Linked DNA regions of Mus musculus: all the other regions are linked to region 1. The links are chromatin contacts, called in public Hi-C, HiChIP or PLAC-seq and promoter capture Hi-C maps. All regions are on one chromosome and are shown on one strand. The core of a region is the stretch at or near the end of the contact, and the rest is flanking DNA. Distances in the headings are between cores, read along the strand shown.

Evidence for each region. Promoter capture Hi-C pulls out the DNA fragments that hold promoters and counts their contacts. Hi-C and Micro-C count contacts between places; a contact is called where the count stands out from the background. HiChIP or PLAC-seq counts read pairs in DNA pulled down with a chosen protein or histone mark.
Region 2: a promoter capture Hi-C map of pre-B cells shows a contact between it and region 1, with 5 times the contacts expected there. The contact joins the promoter of Csad here to the enhancer-like site in region 1. A contact is called at or near these places in 5 of 39 promoter capture datasets (cranial neural crest, frontonasal cranial neural crest, hippocampal neurons and 2 more), 3 of 115 datasets of contacts at active chromatin or transcription factors (embryonic forebrain, embryonic stem cells and memory CD8 T cells) and 3 of 9 other capture datasets (adipose tissue, liver and macrophages).
Region 3: a contact with region 1 is called in a Hi-C map of CD4 T cells, with 5 times the contacts expected there. The contact joins two enhancer-like sites.
Region 4: an H3K4me3 HiChIP or PLAC-seq map of embryonic basal ganglia shows a contact between it and region 1, with 5 times the contacts expected there. The contact joins two enhancer-like sites. A contact is called at or near these places in 2 of 15 datasets of contacts at CTCF or cohesin (the NIH/3T3 cell line and large pre-B cells), 7 of 484 Hi-C or Micro-C datasets (the F1.1 cell line, embryonic stem cells, frontal cortex and 2 more), 11 of 115 datasets of contacts at active chromatin or transcription factors (bone marrow-derived macrophages, cardiomyocytes, differentiating embryonic stem cells and 7 more) and 1 of 9 other capture datasets (liver).
Region 5: a contact with region 1 is called in a Hi-C map of CD4 T cells, with 2.6 times the contacts expected there. The contact joins two enhancer-like sites. A contact is called at or near these places in 1 of 484 Hi-C or Micro-C datasets (CD4 T cells) and 1 of 115 datasets of contacts at active chromatin or transcription factors (regulatory T cells).

Annotation. Positions count from the first base shown.
Region 1 is chr15:101,244,050-101,248,744 of GRCm38.p6, reverse strand. No RefSeq gene overlaps it. Among named protein-coding and RNA genes, the nearest start is that of Nr4a1, 20 kb to the left of the region's middle. Within about 2 kb of position 2,229, at least 406 of the 459 cell types and tissues checked have an H3K27ac peak or open chromatin away from gene starts, as enhancers often do. A contact at or near this core is called in adipose tissue, differentiating embryonic stem cells, embryonic basal ganglia and 11 more, where this site is marked.
Region 2 is chr15:102,202,817-102,207,511 of GRCm38.p6, reverse strand. It overlaps Csad (cysteine sulfinic acid decarboxylase), which reads left to right and starts at 2,460. Exons shown (of 18, transcript NM_001359126.1): 1 at 2,460-3,373; 2 at 4,252-4,375. Zfp740 (zinc finger protein 740) reads right to left here and starts at 3,867. Exons shown (of 8, transcript NM_001289691.1): 1 at 3,710-3,867; 2 at 2,426-2,941; 3 at 2,207-2,283.
Region 3 is chr15:100,440,781-100,445,475 of GRCm38.p6, reverse strand. All of the region lies in intron 1 of 5330439K02Rik (a long non-coding RNA gene), which reads left to right. Among named protein-coding and RNA genes, the nearest start is that of Gm5475, 20 kb to the right of the region's middle. Within about 2 kb of position 2,090, at least 311 of the 459 cell types and tissues checked have an H3K27ac peak or open chromatin away from gene starts, as enhancers often do.
Region 4 is chr15:102,049,733-102,054,427 of GRCm38.p6, reverse strand. No RefSeq gene overlaps it. Among named protein-coding and RNA genes, the nearest start is that of Gm41405, 6.8 kb to the right of the region's middle. Within about 2 kb of position 2,192, at least 147 of the 459 cell types and tissues checked have an H3K27ac peak or open chromatin away from gene starts, as enhancers often do. A contact at or near this core is called in differentiating embryonic stem cells, embryonic basal ganglia, embryonic limb bud and 5 more, where this site is marked.
Region 5 is chr15:100,704,106-100,708,800 of GRCm38.p6, reverse strand. It overlaps Galnt6 (polypeptide N-acetylgalactosaminyltransferase 6), which reads left to right. Exons shown (of 12, transcript NM_001161767.1): 5 at 4,541-4,690. Among named protein-coding and RNA genes, the nearest start is that of Galnt6os, 11 kb to the right of the region's middle. Within about 2 kb of position 2,335, at least 112 of the 459 cell types and tissues checked have an H3K27ac peak or open chromatin away from gene starts, as enhancers often do. A contact at or near this core is called in regulatory T cells, where this site is marked.

The DNA of each region.
Region 1 (4,695 bases), core at 980-3,479:
TCAGCCAAACCTGCCTCAATTATCTACTCTATAATAAAGAAGATAGCAACATGTGACATGCTAACACTGGGACAGCTTAAAGAGACAGGCTGAGATGGAAGAGGGGCCTGAGGCCCAAGTGGCATGTAATGGATGCTGGTGACTGGGTGATCTGAACAGCTGTGGAAGAACCCTGGACACAGACAGACAGACCACCCAGGGATTCTTGCCTCTCCTGGCTCTTTCCCAGCTGTGGACTCCAGGAGAGAAACTGGCCTACTCTGAGCTCCCGTTTCCTCCTTGGAGACACACACATGGTAACATACTTGTCTCACACAGCAGCAGCGTTGTGAAGACAGTGTCTTTGATAACACACATAGAGCATGTACCAGGAAAATGACAGGCAGTGGTGGATCTGCCTTTTCTATTCAGGGGGACCTGAGGGAGAGCCAGGGCTGGGATGCTTGTCTTGGAGCTGTCCTTCAAAAAATGCTTAGCCTGGCTTTGCCCAGCTGGTGTTTACTTGTGCTTTGGCGGGAGGGGGGGCTGCACAGATAGGGCATGGCGACCTCTGTGTCACAACAGATCTCCTATAAATAGCCCCACTGTGGTTCCCTTAACTGGCTTCCTCAGCTAGTCAGTGGCCAAGCAGCCCCACAGCCTGGCTTTCTAATTCCCAGAAGGCACTCACCACGGTGTCCCCTCCTCCCTGCCCAAATCCCAGGACCACTTCCCAGTTCCTCCTGCAGACAGGAGAGTGGAGAGGGAAGGTAAACCACTCAGTCCTTTGTAAGGCTGGGCTTCTAGGAGCAGTTAGGGATGCAGTCCTCATTGGTACTAGCCCACACCCTGGAGGGTTCCTAAGACAGGGAGACAAGAGCTGGAGAGATGGCTCAGCGGTTAAGAGCACTGACTGCTCTTCCTGAGGTCCTGAGTTTAATTCCCAGCAACCACATGGTAGCTCACAACTATCTGTAATGGGATCTGATGCCCCCTTCTGGTGTGTCTGAAAAGAGCTACAGTGTACTCATATACAAAAAAATAAATAAATAAATAAATAAGTCTTAAAAAAAAAAAAGACACGGAGACAAAAAGCCCAGCAGCTAGTTTTACTATGAGGGGATATCTACACAGTCAAGACAGATTAAGAGTAAGGAAGGATATATGAGGGAAGAGGGGCCACCCTAGAGAAAAAGAATGTGGGGTATAGTGTGGAAAAAGGCCTAGAAATGGAAAGAACACCCCATGGAGGTTAGGCTGTCCGGAATTTCAAGGGTATGAGACAGGGACAAGATGGAAGTCCCAAGGGTGAAAAACAGTAAGCCACCTTGAGCCACAAGGCCCAAGGCCATCTAGCATACTTGGTGACCTGGATTCAGCTGCTTATAGTTGAGGAGCCAGTATGTTACCTCACATCCTCCCTGCCTGGGTTAGAGGATGTGGAGGGGTTAACTAACCCACTGGGCCCAGAGGGACTCCCCTGCCTGGGACTGCAAAGGGGATTCCCTTCATAGGTCCCTTCCTCAGCCTCAGGATCAATAACTACTTGGCTGGGGTCCCCCCGCCATTCCCCACATTTAAGCATACACTCAAAGGCAAAAAATAAAAAAAAATAAATGGGGTCACCCAAGACTATTGCAAGGACTGCAGAGTTCTAGAAGGCCACTGGATTGGAGGTGGAGAGGCCATCTTCCCTTCCTGTGCTTCATTGAGTGTTTCCACATCTGTTGTCCTTTTGTTCTTGCTACTGAGGATCATCTGGGTCAACATGAGAAAGTGGCCCAGGTCACCAGGCCGGAAATGGGCGAGGTTTAAAGAAAGATTACCCACAAATCAAAACCAGGGCTCTTGATTAAAAACACAACAAAACCCTCTGTAACTTTAGAGTTACAAAATCACTCTCACCGCCCCGCCCCCCCCCCTCCCCACACACACACAGACACCCGCAGACAACAGCAAAGGCTGTAGAGCTGCGTGGCTGACAAAGTGCGAAGTCCGTAATTGCACTCCCAGAGGAGCCGGAGCTCAGCCATCCTCCGGTGTCAGATTCCAAATTTCTGTCACCTCGCCCGAGACCGGATTTGGCCCGAGCTTCCCTTCCCTGGTCCCGCCACCGGAACACCAAGCCGGAAGGAACGCGGCGGGCGGCGGGGCAGCACCGAGCCTCGGGCGAGCCATGCCCCTACTGCCCGCGCCAGGCCCTGCACGCCGGGTGCGGTCGGGGAAGCCGCTACGTCACCGCGCAGTCCGCAGGGAGCTCGGCGGGCTAGCCAGGATTCCATTACATCACCCAAGCCGCGCTGTAAACACCGCTGCAGCCATTGGCTGCGGCGCCGCCCTCGCAGCCAATAGCGTGAGAGCATGCAAATCGTCGTTGAGCCAACGCTTCCTTTGGCGCTGGTGCATGCAAATAGACGTCATTGCCCGGGTGGGGGTGGCCTGGCCCAGGCAGGAGGTGGGTGGGGGTGTGTGGAAACTCGTAGCGCGGCTGGCTTGGAGACTTGGCATCCAAATCTGTTCCAGACAGTCCCGAGGGGCACGGAGTGCGATTAAAGGTGAATGTCCTCAATTCTTAGGCCCTTTTCCGTTAGACCCACACAAGCAATGGTGCAAAAATGAAGTTAATTGCTGGGCGTGGTAGCCCAGGCCTGTAATCTCAGCATTTGGGAGTTGGCCAGCCTGAGCTACAAGAAGCCCTGCCCCGAATAAAAGCAAAACAGAAGGGCTGCAGAAATGGTTCGGCTGTCCAGAGCTCCAGCTGCTCTAAGAGGACCCAGATTTGGGTCCTCACGACCGTCATTAACTCCAGTCTAGGGGTTCCAACGCCCTCTTCTAACCTCAGTGGGTACCCGGCATGCACGGGGTGCACATACATACACAGAGGCAAAAATTTACAGACATAAAATAAGTAGATGTTTAAGGTTTGGATTTGTTTGTTTGGGGTTTGTTTGTTTGTTTGTTTTTTAAAGTATAACAAAAAATAAGACCACTTGGAGGTAGGAGGGGAGAAAGAAAAAAAAAAAAAAAGATAGAGAGGTTGCTGAACCATGCTTCCCAGATGGCTCAGGTCAAACCCCAGGAGAAGGTGCCAGGGAGAACCAAGCTACCCAGGAGGTAGTCAGAGCTCAGGGAGCTTTTGGTGTCTTGACCAGGCTTCTCCAGAAATAAATGTCATTTTCAGGGGTGGGTTCTAATGTTTCAGGAAAACAAGACAAAACTACATCTGCACTGGACTTATCTAGGTTTTGTTCTTGTCACTATTGCCTAAATAATTCAGCGTTATAATAACACACATAACATTCACCACACTAAACACTATCCCTAGTGCAGAGCTTTACAGTGTAGAGCAGAGCCAGGTATGGTGTCTTGTATTTATAATCCCAGCACTCAAGAGGCTAGGATTAAGAGAATCTTGAATTTGAGGCCAGCCTGAGCTATAAAGTAAGACTTTTTCTTTTTTTTTTTAATTTTTTTGAGGCAGGGTTTCTCTGTGTAGCCCTGGCTGTCCTGGAACTCACTTTGTAGACCAGGCTGGCCTCGAACTCAGAAATCCACCTACCTCTGCATCCCGAGTGCTGGGATTAAAGGCGTGTGTCACCACCACCGGCAAAGTAAGACTATCTTAAAACTTAAATAAGTAATTATAGTGAATAATATGTGCAACTTATATGTGAAGATTATAAGCGTTCTGCACAAAGAACTTGAATTCCTTGGATGCTGGCATTCTGGGGAGTCCTGGAGTATCCAAGATGCATAAGAAAGATCACTCAGTGGAGTATAGAGGTGTAGAGACGTATCTCAGGAAAGTGGGGAGCAGAGATGCCCATAATCTGCTTTATGCAAAGGAGGCCCAGAGAAGTCCAGCTTACATGTCAATGTGAGTCTGAAGGACCGGGAACTCCATGTGGAATGAATGCCCCATTCAAGATGAAAGTGAGCTCAGTTCCCTGTATGCTTTTGCTATGCCTGGGCTCTCTATGGATCCATGTACATTTAACTGGAGGTTGTAATTTAGAGAGGGATACAACAGTGTCCCGCTAATGAAACAGTGTTTTGCTTTTGTTTTTGAAACAGAATATCGCTATGTAGCCCTGGCTGTCTTGGAACTCACTCTGTAGACCAGACTAGCCTCAAATTCACAGAGATCTGCCTCCCTCTGCCTCCTGGGTGCTAGGATTAAAGGTGTGCACTACCATGTCCAGCATGAAGCAGTTTTTAAACAGAGGGGAGAGATTCCAAACAGAAGAAATGGTACATGGGAAAGTCAGATCTGGGCCAGAGCATGGCTCCTTAAAGCAGCAGACTAAAATACGTGGCTAGAGAGGGGTGTGGTGGAGGACCTGCCAGAGAGGAGACCCTGCTGCATCCATCGTGCAGGGCCTTGGGCCAGGCTCTGTGCTTAAGCTTTCCTTAGCTTTGTCTCTTCTTTCACCGGCCCTGTAAGGTAAGCACTGCTTTGGTATTTAGGAAACTGTGACCCCAAGAAGCTGTCACATGCTGAGAAGAAACAAGACAGAGTTCCCATCTGGGGCCCTGTGGCCTCACAGGCACACTGTGGCTGCTGTTGCCTCCCAGAGAGGAAGCTGAAGTGGTTTCTTCTGACTTCCACATCTTACTACAGAGTTGGGGCCAAAAAATAAATAAATAATTGTAATTTTGCGTAATGGATTTCAACATGTTATAAAAACAAAACCTTGGGCTGGAGAGATGGCTCAG
Region 2 (4,695 bases), core at 1,211-3,710, 960 kb before region 1:
AGTGTGTGGGGTTACACATTACCTAAGGCATTTCTGAGCTTTAACTGTAGGAGGTATGTATGACATCTGTCTGCCTGACCCACTGAGATCGGAGATTCCTAGGGCAATGTCTTCCTTCCAAACTCTCTTATTTTTACTAAGAGGTCCAAGGACCACTTGAGGAGTCGGTCCATCATTCCACCATGTGGCTTCTGAGATCTAATTCCCGCTATCAGGCTGACAGCAAGATGCTTCATCTGTGGAACCATCTCGCTGACCCCCTCTTCTGTTTCTGTAAGATTTATTTTTATTATTTTGTGTGTGTGTGTGTGTGTGTGTGTGTGTGTGTGTGTGTGTGTATGCGTCCATGCCCCATGTGGGTAAGGTGCCCAGGGAGAACAGGAGAGGGCATCAGATCTCCTGGAGCTGTAGTCAGCTGTGAGGGACTGATATGGGTCCTCTGGAAGGGCTTACTAAACAGTGAGTGCCAGGCCACAGCAGTGCTTGAATTCAAAGCCTACTTCAGACAAGTAGACTTGCTGGCGCCAACTACATTTGCTTTTAGGCTATTTCTCACTTTAGATTTTAAATTCCTTAAGTGCTGTCACCTACAGCAAATAAAATCTCTAGATTCTGGAATTGAGTATACAGTTTCTTTTCTTTTCTTTCTTTTTTCTTTTTTTTTTTTCTTTTGAGACAGGGTTTCTCTGTGTAGCCCTGGCTGTCCTGGAACTCACTTTGTAGACCAGGCTGGCCTCGAACTCAGAAATCCGCCTGCCTCTGCCTCCCAAGTGCTGGAATCAAAGGCGTGCACCACCATGCCTGTCGAATATACAGTTTCTTTGAACCACTTTGGCCATTTTTTTTTTTTTAGGTTTTTCAAGATAAGGTTCCTCTGTGTAGCTCTGGTTGTCCTGAAACTCACTCTATAGTACAGACTGGCCTCGAACTCAAGAGATCCACCTGCCTTTGCCTCCTGAGTGCTGAGATTAGTATGTGGCACCACACTTGGCTACCCCCACCCCCTTTAGGCCATTTTTAGGTGCTAAATAAAGTTAAAAAAGTTAATTCAACAGGGGTGCCTTAAGACACAACCAACCGCCTTTTACAACCACAATCCTCTAACCTACTATCGAGCCGGCACTCCAGAGTATGCATTGCTCTTACTCAAGAAAGTCTTTTAAAGAACTAGTCGGTCAACAAACTCCCAGATTAGTAAAACTACTCTCTTGGATGATCAGTGTGCCTTCGGATCCGTTCTCTCACTTCCATGAACTCTGAAGTTAAAAATCTTAGTTTTGCTGTTTGGGCTGTGCAATTCTGGCCAAGTCTCTCCATCTTTGAAGCCTTGTTTCGCTCCAATGTGAAACACCAATCAGAGTGCCTACCCTCACAGGGCCAAGGAGAATGAGAGAGGGATGTAAAATGCTTAGTGTCAAGCACAAAGTCAATGCTTGGCAGAAGCAACCAACCCTTTCAGAACAGTGAGCACGATGCTGTGGAGTACGCTGCAGACAGACAAAGGAAGAGACCCAGAGGCATGCTGCAGCACTTGGAAGAAAGCCAACCCCTCTACACTCAGGCTGCCGTCCTGGTGAGACTGGTTTCCTCAGAGAAAGCTCAGAGAAGCGCACGGCTCTCCATTCAGAAGACTACAACGGTCCCTCCGTCCCTCTGGTCCTTCCAAACCATCTGCCACCTTCACAAAAACAGCTATCTTCTGGACCACATTACTTTGGAGTTTAACATTCTTCGGGGACTCCCCACTCCCTGGATAATAATGTCTAACTCCTTAGGAAAAGCACAAAAAGCCCTTGGACCACATTCCACTGACTTCTCTAGGAAGTAACCCCCCATCCTTCGTTACCTAACCCCATCTAATGATCCCCCATTTGTAATCCTTTGCTCCTTAACTACCCACCAAACCATCCAGTGGTGTCCCATCCCTCTAAGCCCCTCCCTCTGTCTGAGTGCCCTTCTCTGTTGACTTCTCTAGCAAAATCCTATGCTACCTGCAGGCTTCCTTCCCCCCCCCCCCCCCCATCCAGGCAGAGGTACCACCACGCAGTCACAATCCTTCTATCACTGAGAACTCCTTTAGTCAACTGATTCAGAGTCTCTAGTACCAGCCAGCTATCACGCAGGGCACCGTGAATATAAAAATAATAAATAACAGACTGTCTTGCCGTCATCCCTCCCCCTCCCCCCAACTAGCCTGGGAGCTTACTGGGGACAAGGGCAATCTTATTCATCTTTGTATTCCAAACACAATGCCGTGCATGTAACAGGAGCTCAATAAAATTCCTGTTGGGAAAAAAAAACAAATGAAGCATTCACCAGACTATACACTCCCTTATGCCCGAGTACTTCACGTACCAAAAGTACACCGGGTACAAGGTGCTTTGCCAATGGCCCATCAGTGCCTGTGACGTGATATATAGCCTACCTCCTTCATTTGACTGGAAGCTCCCTGAAGGCAGGGGCTGTGGCCTGTCTCCTTTCCTTCCTCTAGATCTCCCCCTGGCGCTTAATACAGAGCTCGGCTCACTGGGGATGGTCAATACTGTTGGCTAAGGCAGAATTCAAGGGTGACACTGCAAAGAGGCTTCCCAGTGAACGGTCTTGAAGGAGGACTCGAGAGCTTTTTACCTGAGCCATGCTGACTTCTCACTTAACGAACCCAAAAAGTTCAGAAGTTCTCTGTCCCAGTTTTCCTTAAGACACTGGTTGTCTGAAGAACCGTCACCAAATCACAGTAACGGCTCCTCCCCGTTCTTTCAGTTCCTTTGCCATATTGAACTGTCTTCTCAAAGAACTCGGTGTCCTCCAAAAGGAAAACAGGTGTCCCAAGAATCCGCAGTCTCTCTCTGACTTCTGCCTCTTGTCGGAAGAAACGAGAGTCTACCAGTCTTGGTTTCCAAGTTGAATTCTCTTGGTGAAGCTCTAGGTCTGTTCCAGAAACCTGAAACCAGAAAGGGAGATGAGGCCCTTAGGTGTAACATCTTCAGGCCAAACAACGATCGAAGCTCCCTCAACTTATTTTGCTGGGCGTTCTGAAGCTCAAAAGGAGGACATGAGTCGAGAGCTTTCTTTCTAGGTCAGTAGAAGAAACTGGCCTCCTGGGCCGAAAGAGCAGCCAACGGGAGCAAAAGTAAGTTGGGCCTCCTATAGAGAGGATCTGCCAAGAGAGTAAGAGCTGGGATTTGCCATCTTAGGAACGGAAGAAGGGGGCGGAGGCCCTTTGGGGCTTTTGTGCGGAGTGGGCCGGCCTGCAAAGCTGGCACTCCACAGACGAGGGCAGAACTGTGTTGGAAGGAAGCTCGGGAGGCCTCCGCCGAGCGCCGGGGTGGCTGGCAGTGCCCGCACGTGAGCGTCGCTCGGAGTCCGCCCGAAGGTTCGTAAATTCGCCGCCGCGGAGGCGGAGGGCGGGCGTGTGTGCGCGCGCTCTGCAGGCAGCCGCAGCGCGCAGCCCCGGGAGCGCCGAGCCGCGCGCGACCTGCGTGCTCGCGCCCGCGCTTCCCCCCCCCTTCCCGGGCAAGGCCCCCTCTCCCGGCGGGGCGGTGGGGGGCGGGGCGGCGGCGGCCCTCCCCTCGCGCCCCCTCCCTCCGCCGCGCGCCCCTCCTCCGCCGCGCTCCCCTCCCCCCTCGCGCGCGGCGCCCCACGGCCTGCGAGCTGCTGTCCGCCCGCTCGCCCGCCCGCTCGACGCTGCCTCCCCGCGGCGCGCGCCTACCTGCCTGGCGCGGCCTCCCGCCGTCTCCTCCGCCGCGCGGCGCCCCCTCCAGGCCCCAGGCACCCCGTGCCAAGCCCGCGGCCGCCGCTCCCCGCGTCGGGACCGAGGCAAGTTTACAAACACCAACCCGGGGCCCGTTTCCCCGGAAGCACTTCTCCGTCCCCCTCCCCCTCTTTGCCAAGCGGCCACATCCACTTCCGGGCTCCGGAGCCGGGACAGGAGGGGGGGCCCTCCGAAAAGGGGTGAGGCTGGGGACGCGCGGAGAGCTGCAGCTGGCGAGCGGGAGGGGGACGGCCCGGAGGACCGGAGGAGGGTGGTGCGAAGGGCGGCGCCTGCGCCGTGGCGCGCGAGCGCCCCGGCCGCCATCTTCACTGAGGGCAGCTCCCAGGCTCGCCTGGAACCTTTAGGGAACCTTTAGGTACTGAGTGTTCTTTGAGAAGGTTCGCTAGGTGCGCTGGTTGATTCTTGCAGAATCTCCGTCTCTCTCCTGACGCCCCAGGTAGAAGCCGGGACAGTTCGTACCTCTGATCTTTTTTTTAAAGCTTGGTGAGGTCTGTTTTTCCGGTGCCTGCTGCTGTGGGGTGCAGACCTGCAGACTGAGGTCAGCTGGGAGGAGAGTTGAGCCGTTGCGCAGTCCTGCGGTACACACTAAACCACAATCTGCATGTGAGTCTCAGTGAGTTCCCTCAATAGCCAAGGCAAACGTGCTCCGGCCCCGCAGTCTTGACCTAGCCAAACTAGGCTTCCTTTCAAGAAAAGGCCTTTTTTCCCTTCAGTGGACTAGTCTTGTTGGAGATTTGGAAGTGCGTGTTGTCCTCTGGGCCAGGCCCCCTTTGGAAATTTGAGCCTATCCTCGAATACTAGCGCCCCACTTGTAGCATTAGAGAGGAGTTCTGCTAAAAGATAGGACTATTCTAAGTGCACACTTGGCAGAAGGAAACGTGAATTCCACTTAAGTCCCAGTTTCTATTCTAACTGCTGTCTGG
Region 3 (4,695 bases), core at 841-3,340, 800 kb after region 1:
AGAGGCATGCGCCAACACCATTGGCCTTAAACTTTTTTTTAAAAAGGACAGTTTTGTTGGATGGGGTTATGCACCTTTCATCCCATCACTTGGAAGGCAGAGGCAGGCAAATCTTCCTGTTCCAGTCCAGCCTAGTCTACAGAATGAGTTCCAGGATCTCCAGAGCTACGCAGAGAAACCCTCTTGAAAAATAAACAAATAGACAGTTTTTGAGGGAGTCAGTTCTCCTAGCTCCACTGTGGATTCTGGGACTAGAACTCAGGTCGTGACACTTGTGTGACAAGTGCACTTACCACTGAGCCAACTTGATGACTATATTTTTTAAAAGTTTTATATCACATTTACCAACTTTAAGAAATCCCAAGAGCTCAGTTATAGTTTGGTGGTAGAGTGCTTGCCAAGGGAGAACAAGCTGCCAAATTTAGACCCCAGTACCACAAAAGCAATAACAAAAATTAATATTTTTTGACAGTGTCCTGCAAGCACTGTAGCTCAGGGTGGTCTTGAACTCACGATGCTCTCGTCTCAGCTCCTGGTGTGCCAGGATGCCAAGTGTGTGCCACTCTGCCTAGCTACCATGGTTTCACTTTGATCACTCAATGTTTTCAGGCCTTAAAGTAAATTGTGACCAATTGATTTATTTATATTTTTATTTTATTTTATTTTATTTTATTTGAGGAGAAGCAATCTTTTGAGCCAGGGTATAGCTCAGCTGTAGAGTGCTTGTCTAGCATACACCAAACCCCAGGCTTGACAAAAGAAAACCCCTCAACAGACAGCCACCGTCCCCTAAATATGCAAATAAAAACAGGATTAAACATTTGATAGTTTTTCTTTTTCTTTATTTTATGGGTGTTTTCCTTGGGTGTATGTCTGTATACCATGTGCACACTTTGTCCGAGGAAGCCAGAAGAAGGCATCCGATCCCCTGAAACCAGAGTTACAGGTGGTTGTGCTAGGAATCAAACCCAGGTCCTCTGGGGAGCAGGCAGTGCCGGTTGGCATCGCCAGCTCTGTCTGAAGGTTTGATCGTACTTACCTAGGTAAAAGCCAGCAGGTTTGCAACAGGGGCTTGTATTCCTGCATCACGTTTCTCAGTGATGAGTTTTCAGTGCCACACACACCAGGCAGGCATAACACCACCAATCCCCATTTCCGTCTCGTTTCCCGGGGGACTCTGAACACTCCGTAACCTTCCTGCGATCTTGATTTCCACTTTCCTTTCCGGCTTTACTGTTAAACGCCTGGCTTCTCTGTTTGTATGGAAACCGAATACCCTTTAAGAAGGCAAGCTTCTTGCTCTATTTACATATTTGTTCCCTTGTTTGTTTGCATTTGAACAAGCAGAAAATGAAATGGAAAGACCGCCCTCCACAGCAGAGGCAGACCGGCTGGGAGGCAGTGGCCTTGGTTCATGTATGCTGGCCTGACTGCCAGTGTTCTAAAATGACTTTAAAATCCCCTCATTTCACTGCAGGGGAAACTGAGGCTTCGGATAAGAGAAGCAACTGTAGACTAGTTAGAGTCTGCAGTACTTAGTCTAGGACACAGGAACGCTGAGGAGCTGTTAGCGAACTGCACTTCTCAGTGTCTGTGGAGGTGTTTCTAGACAAGGACGGACCAAAATAGGTTAAGGCTTGCTGTGAATATGGGCAGCAAAACCCAGAAAGTCTGCAGCGCCCAGGGAAAAAGATGGGCGTGGCTATGCATGCCCGTGACGCAGCGCTGTGGGCTTTAGAGACAAGAGAATGCTTGCTGCTTGCCAGCCAATCCCGGGTCAGTGAGGGAGGGACTGTCGCAAGGAAATGAGGCGAGAGGGCTATAAAGCAGGAAACCCACCTTCTCTGCCGGTGAATACACACACACACACACACACACACATACACACACACACACACACACACGCGCGCGCGCGCGCGCGCCACACAAACACCCCCTCCCTCCCTTGCTTCCTCTCCTTCCCTCCCACCCCCCCACCCCCGCCCCCGCCCCCAACACCAGCTTTCATGTTGTTTAAGGTCATAGCTCTGTGACAAGCACCCTTACGCGTCATGACTGGTAGCTTTTCTTCTCGGATCGAACCCACGCTGGTCCAGGCTACTGTCTTTAGGGGCTATCAGAGGACAGGGAAACTGAGCTGCCTCTAGGTTAGCTGCAGTTGGGTTCTGGATCTGATCTGACTCAAAGGCATTTACTGGCTTTCTTTCCCCCCAGTGATAAGGAGATCGCTGTCAGGCCTCCCCATGCAGTAGCAAAATGTTATCATCTAGAGATACTGTAATCAGGTAGATACTTTGGCCAAGTTACAGAGAGCCAGCGGCGTTGTGGTAAGCAGGCATTTCCTGCCATGGGACATTTTAAAACAAGGAATATAATGAGCTTCCACCCTAAAGGGAAGATTCTGTTGCGCATGTATGTATTGTATAGAAATACATATAACACATGTTTGTACTTACACAGGTAAGTGTATCTATGTCTATATAGATATATGCACAAACATAAATTATTTTTTTGTTTGTTTTGAATCGGGGCCTCTCTGCATAGCCCCAGCTGGCCTGGAACTCACTCTCTAGATCAGGCTGGCCTCCAACTCACAGAGATCCACCTGCCTCTGCCTCTGCCTCTGCCTCTGCCTCTGCCTCTGCCTCTGCCTCTGCCTCTGCCTCTGCCTCTGCCTCTGCCTCTGCCTCTGCCTCTGCCTCTGCCTCTGCCTCTGCCTCTGCCTCTGCCTCTGCCTCTGCCTCTGCCTCTGCCTCCAATTAAAGGTGTGTGCCACCACCACCCAGCTATACCTGTTGGAGGTGAGGGGAGAGGAAGAGAGTTTTTTTTTTATAAAGATTTATTTATTATTATATCTAAGTACACTGTAGCTGTCTTCAGACACACCAGAAGAGGGCATCAGATCTCATTATGGATGTTTGTGAGCCACCATGTGGTTGCTGGGATTTGAACTCAGGACCTTCAGCCACTGAGCTATCTCTCCAGCCTCAGTAAGGGATTCTGAAACCTCAAAGTCCATGATTAATAGTGTTAGTCATATTAAACATGAGTCTCTGCCACCAAATATTATAAAACTTGTGTTTAGGGCAAAGAACGCAAACCTTCTTTCTTACCTCATAAGACTTCTGTGCACATATTTTAGTCCCCATGACCTGGTAAAATCTTTGTTTACACAACAGACCCTGCTTCATTCTGGGAACTCGATGACCTGGATCTGCCACCCCCTTTCTCCATCTTCAATTCCTATGCACGAGTTCTTTTAAGACTAGACTAGGCTAGGGCTGGAGAGATGGCTCAGTGGTTCAGAACACTGACTGCTCCTGAGTTTAAATCCCAGCAACCACACGGTGGCTCACAACCATCTGCAATGAGATCTGATGCGTGTGTTTCTAGACAGCAACAGTGAACTCATATATAATAAATAAATAAATCTTTGAGAGTTCGAGGCCAGCCTGGTCTACAGAGTTCCAGGACAGCCAGGGCTACACAGAGAAACCCTGTCTCGGAAAAAAAGAAATCTTAAAAAAAAAATAATAAGAGTAGACTAATAAATAAGACTGTGAGGTCTTATCCTAGTCAATGCGGAAAAGACACAGCCACCATGTGCTAGAATAAAAACCAAGTGCATTTGCTGTCTCTGTACAAATCTCCTAGATCTTCAGTTCTCAACCTCTCTAAAGTAAAGCGGCAACCCTTTAATACACTTCCTCACGCTGTGGTGACCCCAGCCATAACATTATTTTTGTTGCTACTTCATAACAGAAATTTTGCTACTGTTATGATTTGTAATGTAAATATCTATGTTTTCCGATGGTCTTAGGCAGCCTATGTGAAAGGGTTGTTGGATCCCAAAGGGGACATTAGCCAAATGTTGTAAATCCCTGCCCTGGATCAAGAGTGAAGTTTTTGCCTGTCATGATGGTGTGGGCCTTTAATCCCAGAGCTCAGGAGTCAGAGGGAGGCAGATCTCTGTGAGTTTGAGGCCAGCCTAGTCTACTTAGTCTACTTAGGAGTTTGAAGACAACTGGGGATACACACTGAAACCCTGTCTCAACAAAACCAAAGTAAACAAATAAATACAATAGAGCACTCTGCAACACATGCACTGAGGTTGCAGGGATATGCAAGGAAAAGCAGGGTTCCTATGCCAACTCATAAAATGTAGTTTTATTGAGATTTTATTTTAAATTATGTATATAGCACGTGTGCGCATGCATATATGTGTGTGCGGTGGATGTGTGTGTGTGCGTGTGAGTGTGCATATGTGTGTTCATGTGTGTAGGGAAGCCAGAGAACAACCCCAGGTGTCACTCTTCAAAAGCCATCTGTGGTGGTTTGAATACCTGGTCCCCAGTTGGCGCAGCATGGCTGAGGGACAGGTTCGGAACTAAACAGCCTCGTCTCCTTCCTGTCTGCTCTGCCTTTGGGATTGCAGCTGAGGACGTGAGTGCCTTGCTCCCTGCCGCAGCTTCCAGCCTAGTGCTCACTGCCACGCTTTCCCTCTAACGCTCTGGAACCATAAGCCCAAATGCACTCTTCTCTGTTGCCTTGGTCACGTGTTTTATCTCATTGATATGAAAGCACCTTGTTTTCTGAGATGGGAGCCCTCCCTGCCTCCCAGGTCACAGGACGGCAAGCATGTGCCACTGTGTCAGCTTCTTAATGTGGGGTCTGGGCACAAGGCAAGCATTTCAC
Region 4 (4,695 bases), core at 943-3,442, 810 kb before region 1:
AGGAGTACCAGAGCAGGAGGATCAGCCTGAGCCTGGTCTACACAAACACAGACACACACAGACACACACAGACATACACACACACACACAGACACACACACACACACACACACAGACACATACAGACACACACACACACACACACACACACACACACACACACACACACCTCAAACCACTCAAAACTAAAAATGTCCCATTTATTGGTGACTTAACACAGTTTGGAATGACCTAAGTCTGGGATATGATACTGAGCAAGCCCATCTCTGCTCACGGACACTTACAGCCTGAGGTGCACTGCACTACTTAATACAGTGAGGAACATTAGCCCCCTAGCTACTGGTGTGCATTTTAAAATGTAAAATAAATGACATTCCAAAATCATCTCTTTGTTCATGCAGCCACATTGAAAGCTGTATATGATTGGTGACTATTGAATACACAGAGGCCATTATTACAGAACGTTCCAGCACAGGTGCTGCTGGAGGCAGCAGGAAGAACAGGTTATGTGATCCAGATGAGACCTAACAAAGGAGAGAACTGAGCACTCTGCGTTGATGCCCCGTCCCCCCTGCCCTGCCCCCTGCACCAGGGTGGAAGTCAGCACCATGAACCCATGAGACAAGAACTACCACTGAGCTACACTTTCAGCCTGTCCTGGGGATTCTAAATGTTTTAAAATTAAAGTACACAAAACATTATGGCTGGAGAGATGACTCCATGGTTAGGACGGCTTGGTTTTGTAGAGGGCTTGGGTTTGGTTCACAGCACCCACATACTGGTTTACAACCATCTGTAACTCCAGTTTCAGGGGATTTGATACGCTCTTCTGACTTACATCAGGAGCCAGACACTCATGTGGTGCATAAACACACATGCAGGCAAATATTCATACACATAAAGTAAAATGAAATATACAAATGTATGTATATACAATATACACATATGTATTTTCATAAAAGAATAATAATTTGTTTTTTCACACAAGATATATTCTCACCTGATATACCTTACTTTTTTCTATGCATTTTACCAAAAAAAGTAATTAAAAAAGGATTTATTTATTTATTATATGTAAGTACACTGTAGTTGTCTTCAGACAAACCAGAAAAGGGCGTCAGATTTCATTACAGATGGTTGTGGATCACCACATGGTTGCTGGGACTTGAACTCAGGACCTCTGGAAGGGCAGTCAATGCTCTTACCCGTTGAGCCATCTCTCCAGCCCTGTATGCATGTTTATATGGAGGCCAGAGATCAATCTCAAATTTTGTTCCCTAGGAGTCAATGTTCTCTTTTTGTGTTTTTGTTTTTTTGAGACAGGGTTTCCCTGTGTAGTCCTGGCTGTCTTAGACCTCGCTCTGTAGACCAGGCTGGCCTCAAACTCACAGAGATCCGCCTGCCTTGTCTCTTGAGTACTGGGATTAAAGGCATGAGCAACCACAGCCTGACTTGCTACCCTCCTCCACTTTTTGTTTGTTTGTTTGTTTTTTCAGATTTATTTATTATATGTAAGTACACTGTAGCTGTCTTCAGACCATGTGGTTGCTGGGATTTGAACTCAGGACCTTCCGAAGAGCCGTTGGTGCTCTTAACCGCTAAGCCATCTCTCCAGCCCGCCTCCTCCACTTTTTAAAGACTTATTTTGTGTGTAGGGATATTTTGCCTGCATGTATGTATGTTCACCACATGGAGGTCAGAAGAGGGTGGCAGATCCCCTGGAAGTGGATTTATAGAAAGTTGTGGGTGCTGGGGTTAAGGCCTGGATCCTCTGCTAGAGCAAGAAGTGCTCAAAACCACCAAGCAAAGCCATCTCTCTAGCCCATTCACTTGCTTTTTGTTTTGTTTTGTTTGTTTCCTGAGACAGGGTCTGGAGCTGCCTGACTAGGCTGGGTGGCCAGGCAGCTCTTGAGATTTACTTGTCTGTCTGAAGTGCTGGGGTTACACGTGGAAGTGATGGGATTACCTCTCACTAGCCCCACTCTTGGCTGGGCGCCGCTGAGGGGCAACGAGGAACTGGAAGAGAAAACGGGCTTGTGCCCAGGTGGGAGCCACTGCCAAAATGATCGATAAGAAAGGTGCTGAACCCAAGCTGAGCTGGAGTGAGGCCGCGGGGCTGGAAGGGCGCACCTGCTTAAAGAGCAGCCTGGGCTCTGCGCCATGCTCAGTCAGTCCCGACCCAAACCGCGTGGGGAAGCCGCGTTTCTGCCTGCCCTCCCTTTGCCTCACCGCGTCCTGGGACTCTGGGTACGGGGTGCATGGTGGGCGGGTTGCCTCCCGGCTCAGCTGCGCATGCTCTGTAGTCAGAAGGTGGCGCATGGATGCCGTGATCCAAATGCCCCCCCGCGCTCCCCCCCGCGCCCCCCCCCCCCCCCCGCTGCCGCAGCTCAGCAACTCCAGGCTCCTGGTCTCATTGAGTCTATTGGAATTCGGGGCACATTTTCTGCGCCTCCTTTCTTCGCTTCCCGACAGTCCCTAGCTGGAAGGATCTTCTGATTTCCAGATAGCTCTTGGACTGGAGAGAACCTTCGAGTCTTGCGCTCCAACAACCCCACACCAATTTCCCAAGAAAAGTTCGTGGGAGCTCTTTGTTATCATAATTACCCAAAGAAGAATTAAATAATTTTGGAGTGCGTGCTCATGTAAGGGTCGGGTTTTTTTGTTTGTTTGTTTGTTTTTTGTTTTTAAATCAATCTTGTGGCACACGAATGAAAATCCCATCCTCCCACCCCCAGCATGCGCAACCAGGAGGATAGGTTCTGGGTCCTCCTTGGTAACATAGCCAGTTCAAGGCCAGCCTAGGGAGCAAGCTATCCTGTCTCAAACACAAATTCTGTTATAGTTTGACAAAGTCTGTAAGTTCGAGCCTCACAAGCTGGGGGTATGTGATAAATACAAAATCTTTATATATTTTCATTTTTACTATTAAACATTTTAAATTACATTTATCTATTTGTGTGTGTGTGTGTGTCTGTGTACATAGGCCTTGGTGCATGTATAGAGGTCAGAGGACAAACTTGAGCAGTTGGGAATCTATCCACTACGAGGGTCCCTGGAGGGAGCTTAGGTTGTCAGACTTGGGACTAGTCACCTTTGTTGAGCCATCTTGTATATGAGTATATGTGTTTATATGTGTGTGTCACATGTGTGTGTCCGTGTCCGTGTCCGTGTCCGTGTGTGTGTGTGTGTATGTGTGTGTGTGTGTCCATGGAGGACCTCAGATGCTCTGGAGCTGGAGTTACAAGCAGTTGTGAGCCACTTGAGGTGGGTGCTCGGAATCTAACTCAGGTCCTCTGGAATGTTGATACGAATGCTCTTAACTTGCGGTTTCTTGGTCCGCAGGTCAGTCAATGGTGTCTGCAAGAGAGAGAGAGAGTGGGGACTGAGGAACAAGAGACTGGAAGAATGGAGACAAGACAGGCTATCTGATCAAGTCTCAAGTCTTTTTATTGAAAGGCAACTATGGGCATATAAGCATAAGTCAGGGAGTGCAGCTGGAGACACGTAACCACAGGTCCAGGATGTGTAGGAGAAAACCAAGATGTTATCAGCGTGTGGTGGGCTTCTTGCAAAAACATCATGCTAGGAAAACAAGTCTCTCGTCAGGGTGGAAAAGTTCCAACCTGTAAGTAAATAGCCCAAGATGGCTGCAGAGATGATAGCCGCTTTCTGCTAAGAGTCGGCTCCCAACAGTTTCTGCTATCCTGTTTAAAATTGCAGTTTGACATCATTGTAAAGAGAATTATGCAGTTGTAGGAGGTAAAACAGGGATCCATGTACTTTTTTACCCAGTTTTTCTCCAATTTTTATTTATTTTATTTTTAAATAGGTTTCACTCTAGCCCAAGAGGGGCCTGAACTCACTACATAGGCTAAGCTTAGCCTTGAACTCCTAATCCTCCTGTCTCATCTCTGCAGTTCCAGACCTGATGGTTACACCTGGGGGGAATTATAGCACAATATCACACGACATCGGCATGGATGAGGAGCTCAACATTTGGGTTTATAATCCCAGCACTCAGGAGGCAGAGGCAGGCGGATTTCTGAGTTCGAGACCAGCCTGGTCTACAGAGTGAGTTCCAGGACAGCCAGGGCTACACAGAGAAACCCTGTCTCGAAAAAAACAAAAACAAACAAACAAAAAAAGAATGTTGCCTACATGGAATTATATGGCTTGCAGACTTTGGAAGTTGGCTGTTTTCAGTCAGCTAGTTCTCTGGAGATCTACCCAGGCTCTCAAACATCAATAGTTTGTTTATAGTTGAGTATTTCACAGGATGGATGGACCCCCCCCCCCCCATTTGTTTAACTGTTTACCCACTGAAGGGCATCTGGACTAGCTCCAGTTTTTACTTGGTCAGGATAAAGCCTTCATTCTTGTAGAATGTTTTTGTGAGTACAAGTTTTTATTTTTCTAGGATAAATGCCCAGAAGTACAATTGTTGTGTTGTATATTTGGCTTTTAAAGAAACTGCCAAGCCATTTTCCACAGTGACTGCACCATTTTACATTCTGACCTGTGGTCTATATAAGGGAGTCAGTAAATTCTTATTTTATGGGGGCTGGAGAGATGGCTCAGTGGTTAAGAGCACTGGCTGCTCTTCCTGAGGTCCTGAGTTCAATTCCCAGCAACCACATGGTGGCTCTGTAATGGGATCTGATGCCCTCTTCTGGTGTGTCTGGAGACAGCTACAGT
Region 5 (4,695 bases), core at 1,086-3,585, 540 kb after region 1:
TGTTCCTGCTTTCTGTCCTCCTACCCAGGTGCCCCACAGCAGCCCTGTAACCATGATTATATGAGTATTTGATACTTGGAGCCTGAGTCCAGCCTGGACCACATAGTGACACCGTGTCTTTAAAAAAAAAAAAAAAAAGCCAAGCTCACAAATGATCTGATTGACAGTTTTAAGTGATAACTCTGAGGCATAGGAAGAAGGAAGGAGGGGCAGGGGGAGGGGGAGGAGGGAGCCAAGAATATAATTCAGTCAGTACAGTGCTTGCTTTAGCATGCACAAGGTCCTGGGTTCAACCTATAGCATGGCATTAACCGAGCATGATGCCACATGTGTGTAATGCCAGGGTACCGGAGGTGGACACAGAAGGATCAGACACTCAGGGCGGGTTTGAAACCAGGGGCAGGAGAGAGGCCAAGGCCTGAAGGAGAGATGACTCGACACTTATGAGCACTGGCTGCTCTTTCCGAGGACCTAGGCTACATTCCCAGCAGCCACCTGGCTGGTCACAACTCCTACTCTAGGGGATCCAACACCTTCTTTTGGCCTCCACAGAAATGACACATAGCATAATGCATATATAACGTGATGCACAGACATACATGCAAGCAGAAACATCACAAAGTATTTTTATTTGAAACTCAAAAAAAAAAAAAAAAAAAAAAAAGGAAAAATAAAGAGTTGGAGGCTGTCCTGGCTGAGAGACTCTGAAGAGAAAGTAGGGAGAGCTCTGGAGCTAGGGCAATGTCCTGTGGCAGAGCACTCAACCTGGCATGCCCGAGGCTCTGAACTCTGGCTCCAGCACCATCAGACAGTAAAGAGACAGAGGAACCTGCAGGCACGGTGGTGGTGGTGTTTAGTTGCTTGGTTGGTTTGGTTTTGGTGTTTTTCAAGGCAGGGTTTCTCTGTGTAGCCCTGGCTGTCCTGGAACTCACTCGTAGACCAGACTGGCCCCAAATTCAGAGATCCACCTGCCTCTGCCTCCCAGGCCAGAAAACTGCAGTTTAAGGTTGCTTCCATATCTAGAACATTCTGGGAGACAATATGGAGAAGAGTCTGGAAGAGCAGTTGACTGTTATAACTAAGGCGACCATAGGAACAGGTTAAAAACTAATCCGGTAGGGAAGGGGCAGGGAGAACTCAGCTTGGCTCAGGGTGGAGTGGATAACGGGTGCTGGTGCTGAGGTCATGTGGGGATATGGGGTAGGGCATGGACTGAGGTGCAGAGTTTTGTTCAGGTTTGAGGTAAGTTAGCTTTCTGTCAGACATCCAAGTGAAGACTGCGAAGTTAGGAGGGAAGTCCTGGGTGCACAGTATGAGCCATGGGCTGTGTAGTGTGAGCTGTGGGCTGCACAGTGTGAGCCATGGGCTGTGCATGTGAGCCATGGGCTGTGCAGTGTGAGCCATGGGCTGCGCAGTGTGAGCTGTGGGCTGCACAGTGTGAACCATGGGCTGTGAATGTGAGCCATGGGCTGTGCAGTGTGAACCATGGGCTGTGCAGTGTGAGCCATGGGCTGTACAGTGTGAGCCATGGGCTGTGCAGTGTGAGCCATGGGCTGCAAAGTGTGAGCTATGGGCTGTGTAGTGTGAGCCATGGGCTGTGCAGTGTGAGCCATGGGCTGTGGAGTGTGAGCCATGGGCTGTGCAGTGTGAGCCATGGGCTGTGCATGTGAGCCATGGGCTGTGAATGTGAGCCATGGGCTGTGCAGTGTGAGCCATGGGCTGTGCAGTGTGAGCCATGGGCTGTGCATGTGAGCCATGGGCTGTGCAGTGTGAGCCATGGGCTGTGCAGTGTGAACCATGGGCTGCAAAGTGTGAGCTATGGGCTGTGTAGTGTGAGCCATGGGCTGTGCAGTGTGAGCCATGGGCTGTGGAGTGTGAGCTATGGGCTGTGGAGTGTGAGCCATGGGCTGTGTAGTATGAGCCATGGGGCTGTGCCATGTGAGCCGTGAGCTGCATGGGGTAGAAGAAAGGGGCATTTACCTCTTGACCTGAGGAGTAAGGTTGGGTGGTAGTGGCAGACCATGGCAACTAAGCCTGAGGGACCATATGCTGGCCCTCCTGTCTCTTACTCAGCTGTGCTATATTCTTTCCTGGGTCTTTTTTTTCCAGTAACTCCAGAGGTGGGACAAACAGCAGGTAGGATAGACAGACAGAGGACTGTTGCAGAGAGTTGTCTGACTGTCCTTCAAGGGCCTGAGGACCAGAACCTGCAGCCTCTAGCCCAGCCTCCTGAGACTAGAAGGAAGGCGTGGGAGAGCTGTATAGCACAGGGCCCTTGAAGTCACAGCTCAGTGCTTCTCACTGTCTAACCACACAGCCCGCTTCCTGTGATGCTTGCCCGTGAGTTATCTCCACCAAGGCTTCCTCTGGGGAACTAAGTGGGGTCTCAGGGAGGCTTCCGCTGAGCTGCTGAGAGGATGAAGGCCCAGCTGGGTTCCTCCCTTCCTGTCAGCAACACCAGGTTGTGGCCGGGTTGTGGCTCACATGTCCCATGACGGCAGGCCTTCCCTACGAAGGCCAGGGTCCAGCATCGCACAGTGCATTGCAGACACTTGCTAAGTCATTGCAGTGTTGAAGCCACCATAGAAGGCTAAATTGGAGCAGCCAGATTCTGGCACCAGAGACAAGTGGCTCCGTTTCTGGAGTAAGACAAGTCCCCCTCTCGGGTGACTGCCTGAAGTGTTTCATTTGCAAGGCTAGTGGGTCAGGGACACTTGCCTACCAGGAGGACTGGAGAAGACAAAGCAGAAGAGCTCAAGTTTCAAATTGTAGTTTCTTTCCCTGGGGCTCTGCTCTCCCAGGCAGTAACCAAAGGGGAGCTTGGCGGAATAAATCCCTTTCACACTCTTCTCCTTGGGGTCTGGCACAGGGAGAAGCATAAAGACTGGAGATAACTTAGGAGGGGTTGGGTGGGGGCAAGAGATCCCCTCAACCCAAGCTGCTCATGCTTGTTAAGTCCCTGTGGGTGCCCTCTTGGCTCCTGGAGGAGGTATATCTTCTCACAAAGGCTGGTTAGGATCCTGTTGTCATCATGGTAACTAGGATAACCTGAGCTCCAAGTCTTGACTTTGTCTGTTAACCCTAGGGTAGGTAGGTATGCCCTGTTCCACAGTGTAAGCTTCATAGAGAGATGGAGAAATGAAGTCAGTGTGAAAGCACCAGCTTTAGTGACTGGCACATAGTAGGTGCTCAGGTATTTGGGTGTATGTGTGTGTGTCTTTGATATTAGTGACAACAATAGAGAGATGGGGAAATGAAGCCAGCATGAAAACACCTGCATTAGTGACTGGCACATAGTAGGTGTTCAAGTGTGTGTGTGTGTGTTTGATATTGTGACTTACAAAGCATTGTGTACAGAGGAAGGCCCAATTGTGAACCCACAATCGGAAGGGAAGGACACAATTGTCAGAGACATCCTCCACTGCCAAAACAGCATGCGCCTCCATTCTACAGTTAAGAACTAGGGGAGGGCTGGAGGGACTGTTCAGGAATTAAAAGCATACACTGGGTTTCTGGAGGACCCAAGATTGGCACACTGGGCGCCTCAAACCTGCCTCTTAACTCCAGCTCCAAGGGATCCGACATCCTCTGCATCATTGTACTTGCGGGCACAGACACACACACACACACACACACACACACACACACACACACACACACACATACACACACACGTGCATTTTTTTTTTTTCGAGACAGGGTTTCTCTGTGTAGCCCTGGCTGTCCTGGAACTCACTCTGTAGACCAGGCTGGCCTCGAACTCAGAAATCCGCCTGCCTCTGCCTCTGGAGTGCTGGAATTAAAGGTGTGTGCCACCATACCCGGCTACGTGTGTAATTTTAACACAGACATACACACATGTGCATAATTTTGACAATCTTTTTTCAAAAAACAGAAGCTGGATGAAGTGATACAATGTCTTTTTAATTGCAGCACGGGGGAGGCAGAGGCAGGGGGAATCTGAGGCCAGTCTGGTCTACAGAGCAGGTTCCAGGACCGTCAAACTTAACAGTTAAGACATAAGATGGAGGATGCTCCAAATGGAGTCCTTTGAAGTAAAACTATGTTCTGTGTCCTGAGGATTTCAGATGGAGTCCCAGGGTCCTTAGGAATGTATCTCTATCCACTGTGGCCAAAAGAAGCCCCCACACTAGGCAGGCGCCTACCGCTGAACATTACCCACAGTCTCTTTTAGTATTTTAAATCTGCTTGGCTTGTTTTACTCTCCCTGAAGAGTCCCATACACAGGGCATAAAGTCAAAGATTAGGCCTGTGCGGGGCAGTGTAGCTTAGTGGTGGAGCACTTGGCCCTGGCTTAAATTCCCAACACCTCAAGGAGTGGGGGATGGGGGAAGATGGCCACAGACGTTGGTGCTGGCAAGCCTGTTCTCAAGGGGGCCTGGCCACAGACAGGGTTTCCCACCTGCCTGTCTTTCCATCTCTGCCCTCACCTTCTGTGGGCAGTTTTTGGGGAGTACTTGGGGGTAATACCCACAAGGGATTAGTGAGGTGCTGGTCACAGTGGCCGTGTCCCTTCCAGAGCACCTGAAGGAGAGGCTGGAGCAGTACGTTCAGCAGCTGCAGATCGTGCGCGTGGTTCGGCAGCGGGAGCGGAAGGGGCTCATCACAGCCAGGCTGCTGGGGGCCAGCGTGGCGCAGGCAGAGGTGCTCACGTTCCTGGACGCCCACTGTGAG